Linked DNA regions of Hordeum vulgare: regions 2 and 3 are each linked to region 1. A link is a contact called in public Hi-C data. All regions are on one chromosome and are shown on one strand. Each heading gives the region's core, a stretch centred on a gene start, on an enhancer-like site or on the middle of the called end of the contact. The rest is flanking DNA. Distances are from core to core; before and after follow the strand shown. Region 1 has its middle 31 kb from the start of LOC123439620. Region 2 has its middle 110 kb from the start of LOC123443138. Region 3 has its middle 16 kb from the start of LOC123443137.

Region 1 (2,740 bases), core at 155-2,654:
ATATGTGCCTCTCAAAAACTGAAAAACCGAGTTGTACTTCAAATAAAGTGAAAAACACATTTGTGCTTTGGATTTTTCATTTTTGGGGGGTTTGTATTTTTTCTGTTTTCGTATTTTTTCCGTGTTTTATGTTTTTTCCGGATTACCCGAAGAAAAAAGATCCCTCCAAACCTATTAGCATGAGATTTAGTTTTGTAGATCTTGACGAGAAATGCATCTGTGAAAAAACGTTTCATGATTTTCACACACTGTTCAAAAGATAAAATATTTTGAAAAAGTGAATGTATGAAAAAAAGCACAAAGCTCTAGGACTGAGACAAGTGCCATGCAGGCATTTAGCCACGTGTCATCACAAAGAGGAGGTGAGAGTGACCTTTGCAAGTGATAGCCTATAACTAGTGATTTCAAAAAATATTGGTCGCGTCTTTTTAGATGATATTGGTCTCATTATTAATAGCTCGTGTCTTGGGCTAGGCCTCAGCTCTTGGTTGTGCTCCAATCGAAGCGAGCCTAGGCTCGTTATCTTGTCCTCCTCACTCAATTGTTCTTTGTTTTGTTTTGGGACAAATTTATTGAAGCTCTTATTAGACACTCGCTGTGTCCAATAAGGACATGTCGCACACAGGGCAGTTCGACTGAACTGGCCCATTGGTTATTACTATTAGCATGAGGGTTTAGTGCAGAACACGAGTCCAATAGAACTGGAACCGTAGCACGCATGGTTACTGTGGCATCAGTTAGAAAATAGTGAAGAAATTGAACCTTTTTTGAAAACGTGAAAAAAGTCAAGTTTGTGAACAATTTTGTAAAACATGAAATATATGTAAAAAATTTACCAAGTCTTTAATCCATTTTTCAGCTTTCCGAACATTTCTTGCAAACTGTAAAAAACAAATTTTTGAACACTTTTTTACTCCAAACATTTTTTAAAAACACTACCAAATTTGGAAAACAAGTTGTTTTTAATTTTGAACATTTTTTAAAAGTGTAACCAAATGTTTATATTCAAAGGTTTTTTCAAATTCAAATAATTTTTGAAAACATGAACAAAATTTCAAAATTTCGAGAATTTTTTGTTTTTTAGAAAAAGTCAAAATAATTTGTGAAGAATTTGATTTTTATGGAATAAAATGTGGCTTTTTTAAAAGTAGAGAAAATGGAAAATAAATTAAGGTAAACCATAACAACCGATAGGTAAAATGATAGAACATGATAGAAAATATTGGTTTTAGAACCTTCTAGAAGGTTGTCAAGGCCGTATAGAAAAATACTACGCTATACTCCTAAAAAAGGCTGGCCCATCTCCTCGCTCGCGTGTTCGTTTGGGGGACTATTGGATGCAGTGAGCATCCCATAGGAAATTCTGAAACTCAAGACGATGAGCGAAATCTGAGGGAAAAAACTATACGTTGCTCGATGCGTCAAATTGTTGGTGCTTCGCACATGCAAACGATCGAGCAGCGATACAACGGACCGGCCTGTTTCAGTGCCCCTGGTTTTGGAAACCTTCTAAAGGATCCAGCCGGTTTTTTTTTTGGTTTTGTTAAACTTCTTGAAAGTTACCTAAATAGGTTTTCCTTTTTTTTTACTTTTCTTCTTTCTTTTTTCTTTCCTCACCTAGTCGGTATCCTTTTTATTTTTGCCTTTTTATTTTTTTTCATGTTTATTTTAAATGAATGTTTACAGTTTCAAAATTTGTTCAATTTTTTGATAAAAATATTTTTTTCACAATTTTAAAATGTTCACGGCATCCGGAATTTATCATAATTTAAAAAAATACAGCTTCAAAATTTGTTCTCAATATGAAAAATATTCACAATTTTATAAAAAAATCATGAATTTGAAATTTTTTCAAGTTCCAACATTTGTCCACAATTCTAAAAATGTTTCTGTTTTCAAACATTGTTCACAATTCGAAGAATATTCACAATTTTATAATTTCTTTCATCAATTTAGAAGTTGTTCATGTTTCAAAAAAAATCACAATTTTAAAATTTATGGTTACAAAATTTGTTCAGAATTCAAAAGATTTTCAAATTATTATTATTTTTTTCATGAAATTGAAATGTGATCTCTTTTCTCAATTTGTTCACAATTTGAAAAATGCTCGGGGTTTCAAAATGTGTTCACAATTGGAAAAATGCTTTTGTTTGTCAATAAATGCTTGCAATTTAGAATTTTATTTCATCATTGCAGAAAATGTTAATATTTTCAAATGATGTTCCTAATTTCAAAATTGGATCATTTCATTTTAAAAGATGTTTGGTAATTCAAAAATGTTGATATTTTCAAATATTGTTCACAAACCAAAAAATATTTGTTTTTCAAAAAGGTTCTAGTAGTTAAATTTGTTTCCGTAAATTCAAAAAAATGTTGACATGTATAAATTTTGTTCATAATTTTAAATATATATGGAAATTTAAACAAATGATCCTATTTCGTAATTTTGTTGAAAAATATAAAAAATTTATGGAATTTCAAAAAAAATTCATTTTTTCATAAATTTGTTCAACAATCCAAAACTTTATTTCAATTTCCAATTTGTTCACATATTTCAAAAATGTCATGTTTCCAATTTTGTTCCCAAATTCAAAAAATGTTCACATGTTCCATTTTTTGACAAATTCTAAAATATTTTGGAATTTCCATATATGCTCCTGTTTTCCAAATTTGTTCACATATTCTGAAAATGGTACAGTTTTCAAAATTCGTCAACAAATGTAGAACATGTTTCATATTT
Region 2 (2,740 bases), core at 104-2,603, 410 kb after region 1:
GCCCATCTTGGAAATTGAAAGCATGTCTCACCGCGTTTTTCTATTTGGCGTTGCACGCGCCGGTTAGAGTGCATTTTCTTTATCCGGCGCGTGCAGCGTTCGGTCATGGGCTAGCCCATCAGGGGGAGGGGGGTTCAAGTTTTGTGAAGGTTCCAGAAGCTTTTTAGATGTGATTTTTCATTTAGTTTTTTCAAGGACTGGTTTTCTTCGGTTTATCTTTTTCCCTTCGGTTTTTTCATTTGTTCCCTTTTCATTTTTTTTCTTTCTATTTTTTCTGTTTTCTTTTTTTCCTCCTTCTTTCTCATTCGATGATTTTGTTTTAAATTCATGAATTTTTTTTCTTCAAAATCGATGATTTTTTTCAAATTTTTTGTACGTTTTTTCAAATTCGATGAACATTTTTAAACATTTGATGTAGTTTTTTCAAACTTGATAAACTATTTTCAAATTGGGTGATTTTTTTTCCAATTTTTTTTATTTTTCAATTTCGTTGAATAGTTTTCACGTTAGATGATTTTTTTTAAAAATTTGATCAACGTTTTTTCAAATTTGATGAACTATTTTCAGATTCGATGATTTCTTTAAAAAAATTATGAACTTTTTTCTAATTTGATGAACTCTTTTTATCATTTGGTGAAATTTTTTCAAATCCAGTTAACTTTTTTTCAAGTTCAATGAACTTTTTTCAAATCTGATGATTTTTTTTAAAATTCAATGAATTATTTTCAGATTCGATGATTTAAAAAAATGATGAACTATTTTCCGATTTGATGATTTTTTTTTAAATGATGAACTATTTTCTAGTTTGATGATATTTTTTTTATAATTTGGTGAAATGTTTTCAAATTCAGTGAACTTTTTTCAAGTTTGATGATTGCTTATCAAATTCGATGAACTTTTTGCAAGTTTGGTGAAGCATTTTTTCAAATCGATGAACTTTTTCCAAATGTGATGAACGTTTTTAAAAATTGATGAACTTATTTTTAACTTCGATGAACTTTTCTCAAATTGTATGAACTTATTTATATCTTCGATGAACTTTTCTCAAATTCATGAACTTGTTAAACTTCATGTTTTTTTGAATACATGAACTTCTTTTAATTTCGTGAACCTTTTTTTAATACTTGATTTTTTTGTACATGCTTGTAACTTTTTTAAAATCTAAGAATTTTCAACTCTTGTTCACATTTTTCCAAAAACAGTCACGTTTTCCAGGAAAATGGCTATTTGTTGGTTATTTTTTTTGCTACAGAATAGAATTCGCGTCTGTGTCACTTTCGTGAGCCGGCCCACAATGGACTGCTGTAAGTGCCAGTTCCCATTCGCGGCGCTGAAGGTGCTGCATAGGAACACCCTGTGTCACCAGGATTAGTCTTGGGGCCGCCCTTGTTTCTCGCTTAGAGCAAAACATAGGGAAGCCTTGACTGAAGACGAGCGCAAGATGCGCTAACAGAGGTACACGCGAGGCCGTAGGTCACCTCATTTTTATTCACGATTTTTGTTTTCTCTTTTTTCTTTATTTTTGTAACTTTTGGTTTTACTCCCTCCGTCCTAAAAAAAGTGTCGCTGTTTTAGTATAAAATTTGTACTAACTTAGTATTAAATTTGCGCCACTTATTGTGGGACAGAGGGAGTATATGTGAAGAGAAAATGTTTTCCATATATTCAAAATATGTATAAAGGAATATAAAATATGTATGAAAAAATCGATCATCTTGTAAAAAAATTATAATCATGCATTTGAAAAAATGTTGGAACGTATACGTCAAAAATGTCAAAGACGCATTTCAAAAATATTAAATAGCTACAAAATAAATGTTTACCATGTGTTAAAAGATGGTTCATGAAAATTTGAAAAATGTTCAATGTGTATAGAAAAAACGATGACTAGGTATTATGAAAATGTTAATCTTGTATTTCAAAACAATTAAACTTGTATTAAAAATGTATTATATATATACCAAAATTATACAATATGTATGGGAAAAGGTAAACATTAAAAATGAAAGTTATCATAAAATGATAGTCATGCATTTCAAAATGTTGAATCTGTTCTAAAAACTTATCAATTGTTGAACAGGGTATTATAAAATGTAAATATTGTATTTAAAAAATATAAGATTGTATTGAAAATGTACTGGATATATACCAAAATTATACAATATTTATGGGAAAAGACGAACATTAAAAATGTAAGTTATCATAAAATGATAATCATGCATTTCAAAATGTTAACATGTACCAAAAAATTATCATATGTTGAACAAAAAGAAATTGATAAAAATCGACCAAACAAGAAAACGAGAAGCCCAATAAAATACATAGAAAATGAAAAACCAAAAAATCATATTAGAAAATAATCATTTTGTATTTCAAAAATTGTTAATTGCATACTAAATATATATTTCCTTAAGAAATTTGGGTCATCAAGTATTTTGAAATGTGTTGACAGTGTAATACTAAAATGCCTGTGATATAGTCGCTCATTTTTTATCAAAACAAATGTATTAAATTTGTAGATCTTGTATTTAAGAAACATGTGATTAAAAAAATAAACATCTTGTTTAAATTGACATTTAACTGTCGTTGAGTAGAAACATATGGAACATGGATTTGGGAAATGTTTGATAGCCAAACTCTTATCTTAGGAGGGGGGGGGGGGTGGTTCTCAGCAATTCATTATTTCGTATATGGTTTGTATATGTTGTCATTCTTCCATTTACTGAAAAAAGTTCTAGAT
Region 3 (2,740 bases), core at 105-2,604, 290 kb before region 1:
GTCATTTCATATAATGATTTATTGCATTTTTGGGTCTATGATGCTCAAATATTTTTTCACTCAAGAAAAATAAAAGAGAAGGGATAAGACGACTTCCTGTAAAATATGAATGATTGTGAATGTGTTAGAATTTCACTTGGAGTTTATGAAGTTCGGTTGATACATTTTTTATTGTTAAGAACTCCTTTATATAAATGTTTTCTAAATTATTGTAGCACAACAAAATGTTCATTGTGCTCTAAATTACTATGTTATTTTTTTTGTATTTTGGTTATGTTTTTATTTGAAAACTCTTTATGTTAAAAGAAAACACACGCATGCATGCATACGGCAACCACGCCGGCCGACCTACTTCCTTCGTTTTTAAATATAAGATTTTAAAAGTTTTTATTAAAAAACTACATATAAATGTATATAGACATACATTAGAGTTTAGATTCACTTATTTTGCTTCATACGTAGTCTCCTAATGAAATATGTAAAAAAAAAATATATTTAGGAATGGAGGGAGTAGTAGCCAGCCATGCTGCCAGCCAAGCGTCCCGCTCGCTCGCTGGCGAGCACCTCCCCATGCTTTCCCTCATCTCTCTCTCGCTCCCGCACCTGCCAGGTGGGGCTCAGCACCATCATCCCTAACCTTCCCCGTTGGCCACGGCATAGAGCCGCCGCGCGCCCGCCCGAAACTGCCGGCCTCACCTTGCAGGATAACGCTTATCCCGCAGCCTCGCACCGCCTAGCCGCACCTATATAAAGGCCCTCGAGCCCCTCGTTCCATTCAGCAACCCCGCTCCTCCTCTCGCCGCTTGTAGCCGCCGTCGTTCCCATTTGGATTTCGCCCACCGAAGCTTATTCTTCGGAGAACTACAACGCCGATGAGCCACCATAGTCCTGTTTGTTTTCAAAAATCGGACCCCCTCATCCTGTCGCATCTTTCTGACATCTTCTTGGCCCCTAGGTTTCGTCGGAGCCGCCATACGAACGATGTCCGAACCACCGGAGCACCGGAGCTCAACCACTTCGCCGCTTTCCCTCCGGTCGTTGCTGCCGACCGCCGTCACCACCACCCGAAGGCCCTTGCCGAGCCGCACCTTCCCCGCCTCTCCGACGCCGCCGGCAATTGTCGGAGCCGCCGCCCGCCAAAGCTGAGCTCCCTGCCTTACGGGAGCTCCTCTCCTCTGTAAGCCGCCTCCTTCTCCTTCTTATGTTATGTAGAGTAGGTTGGTTTATTTTCCTTTAGATCGAACCGGTATTAGATCAAAGTTAGGTTTTTTAGTTGAACCAACCATTCGGTTTTCTTTTAGTTAGCCGAACCGCCTCCTTTTACCAAAGTGCGGACGTCCACTTCTTAGTGCCTGCAGTGAACACAGACAAACAACGAAGGCCGGCCACGTCGCGCTCCAGCGGCGAACGGCCTTGTTTTAGCATTTTCAAAAAACGTTGTCATGGCAGCCTTTTTAACAGAGTTGTTTCAAATTTTTAAATAGCCTCAACTTTTTTACGGTAGATCCAAACCAGATGAAACCAGCGGCAGATTCTCCGTCTTCAATAGATCTATCCAGAGAACCTATGCTTACAAACTTTGCAAGTTAAAAGTTGAATTTATTTCAAATTTGAATTCAAACTCTATTAGGCCATATCTCTTAAACCGTATGCCCGTTTGAGTCAAATATTTTTGCACTTCGTCACCCAAGATAAATCCTATGCCATGAATCATTGCCACAATATTTTCACTCGATTAGTTCCTATCCATGATAACTTTTACTAGTATGCCCTTTAGGAATACTCGTGCACATCACGAATTTCGAACCATATTTTCACACCTTGGTTTTATAGAAAAATTGCATGCTCTTTATGTGTGTTGGATTTTATTTGGCTTTTGCGAATATTTGTGTTGGTTGTTACTTAGCGTTCTATGAATGTATTTTTATGTGTATTTGTTTTACCTTTGCGATAGATTGTCCAGAGTGTGAAGCCAAGTACTATCATTCTCTAAAATTTTACTCCCAGTGCGAAAGCAAGTCTACATCTTGATCATACTTGTTGTTACATATGTTTTTATATTCACATAGTCCTTTATGGTAGGATTTCATGGTAGGAATTTTATGTCTGATGGCTTTGCTTGCACCTAGTAGTTCATTTGAGGTAGGTCTGTACCGTACAACTTTGTCGCTACCCTGTTAAATTATTAACGCTTCGTCAAAGTAGACGTGAATAGAGAGTGACAAAATTGTAATGAGGACCAAGACTTTAATGAACTAACTTGGTGAAAATTGGTTTGTATGGTGTCCAAGTACACTGGGAGCATTCATGGGAATCCATGGGAGTGCACATTAGTGGTCTCTCCACCCAGGCTTAAAGGGATCAAACGTATATTTATGTCTATAAGCTTCCGTGTGTAGCCACAAGACAATATGGGCTTTGGCTTAGTTGAGTAAATGGTATGACCTCTTTCAGGTTAGGCTACCAGATGTAGATGATGTAGATGTACCGACCTATCCGTGGGTTAGGGGAAAATGCTTTCGAAAGACTATGTCTCGATCTTCCAGCTCTCAAACACCAGGCAGGGCGACAACTACAAAGGAGGTGGTCGAGTATTGTGGGTAAAAGTGCACAAACCTCTGCAAAGGGTAAAACTAATTGATTAGCCATGTCCCCGGTTACGGACAACTTGAGCTTTTAGTAGTGGAAATGTCCGAAGATCTCATTACTCTTAATTTAATCAACTAGGTAATTGACAGAT

The links. A called contact is a pair of places that touch in the nucleus more often than the background predicts.
Region 2: a Hi-C map of leaf shows a contact between it and region 1, with 3 times the contacts expected there. The contact joins two enhancer-like sites. A contact is called at or near these places in 2 of 6 Hi-C or Micro-C datasets (leaf and seedling).
Region 3: a Hi-C map of leaf shows a contact between it and region 1, with 7 times the contacts expected there. The contact joins two enhancer-like sites. A contact is called at or near these places in 3 of 6 Hi-C or Micro-C datasets (leaf and seedling).

The regions. Positions count from the first base shown.
Region 1 is chr3H:104,242,972-104,245,711 of MorexV3_pseudomolecules_assembly, forward strand. No RefSeq gene overlaps it. Among protein-coding and RNA genes, the nearest start is that of LOC123439620, 31 kb to the right of the region's middle. Within about 2 kb of position 1,405, at least 2 of the 3 cell types and tissues checked have open chromatin away from gene starts, as enhancers often do. A contact at or near this core is called in leaf, where this site is marked.
Region 2 is chr3H:104,648,933-104,651,672 of MorexV3_pseudomolecules_assembly, forward strand. No RefSeq gene overlaps it. Among protein-coding and RNA genes, the nearest start is that of LOC123443138, 110 kb to the left of the region's middle. Within about 2 kb of position 1,354, at least 2 of the 3 cell types and tissues checked have open chromatin away from gene starts, as enhancers often do. A contact at or near this core is called in leaf, where this site is marked.
Region 3 is chr3H:103,956,232-103,958,971 of MorexV3_pseudomolecules_assembly, forward strand. No RefSeq gene overlaps it. Among protein-coding and RNA genes, the nearest start is that of LOC123443137, 16 kb to the left of the region's middle. Within about 2 kb of position 1,355, at least 3 of the 3 cell types and tissues checked have open chromatin away from gene starts, as enhancers often do. A contact at or near this core is called in leaf, where this site is marked.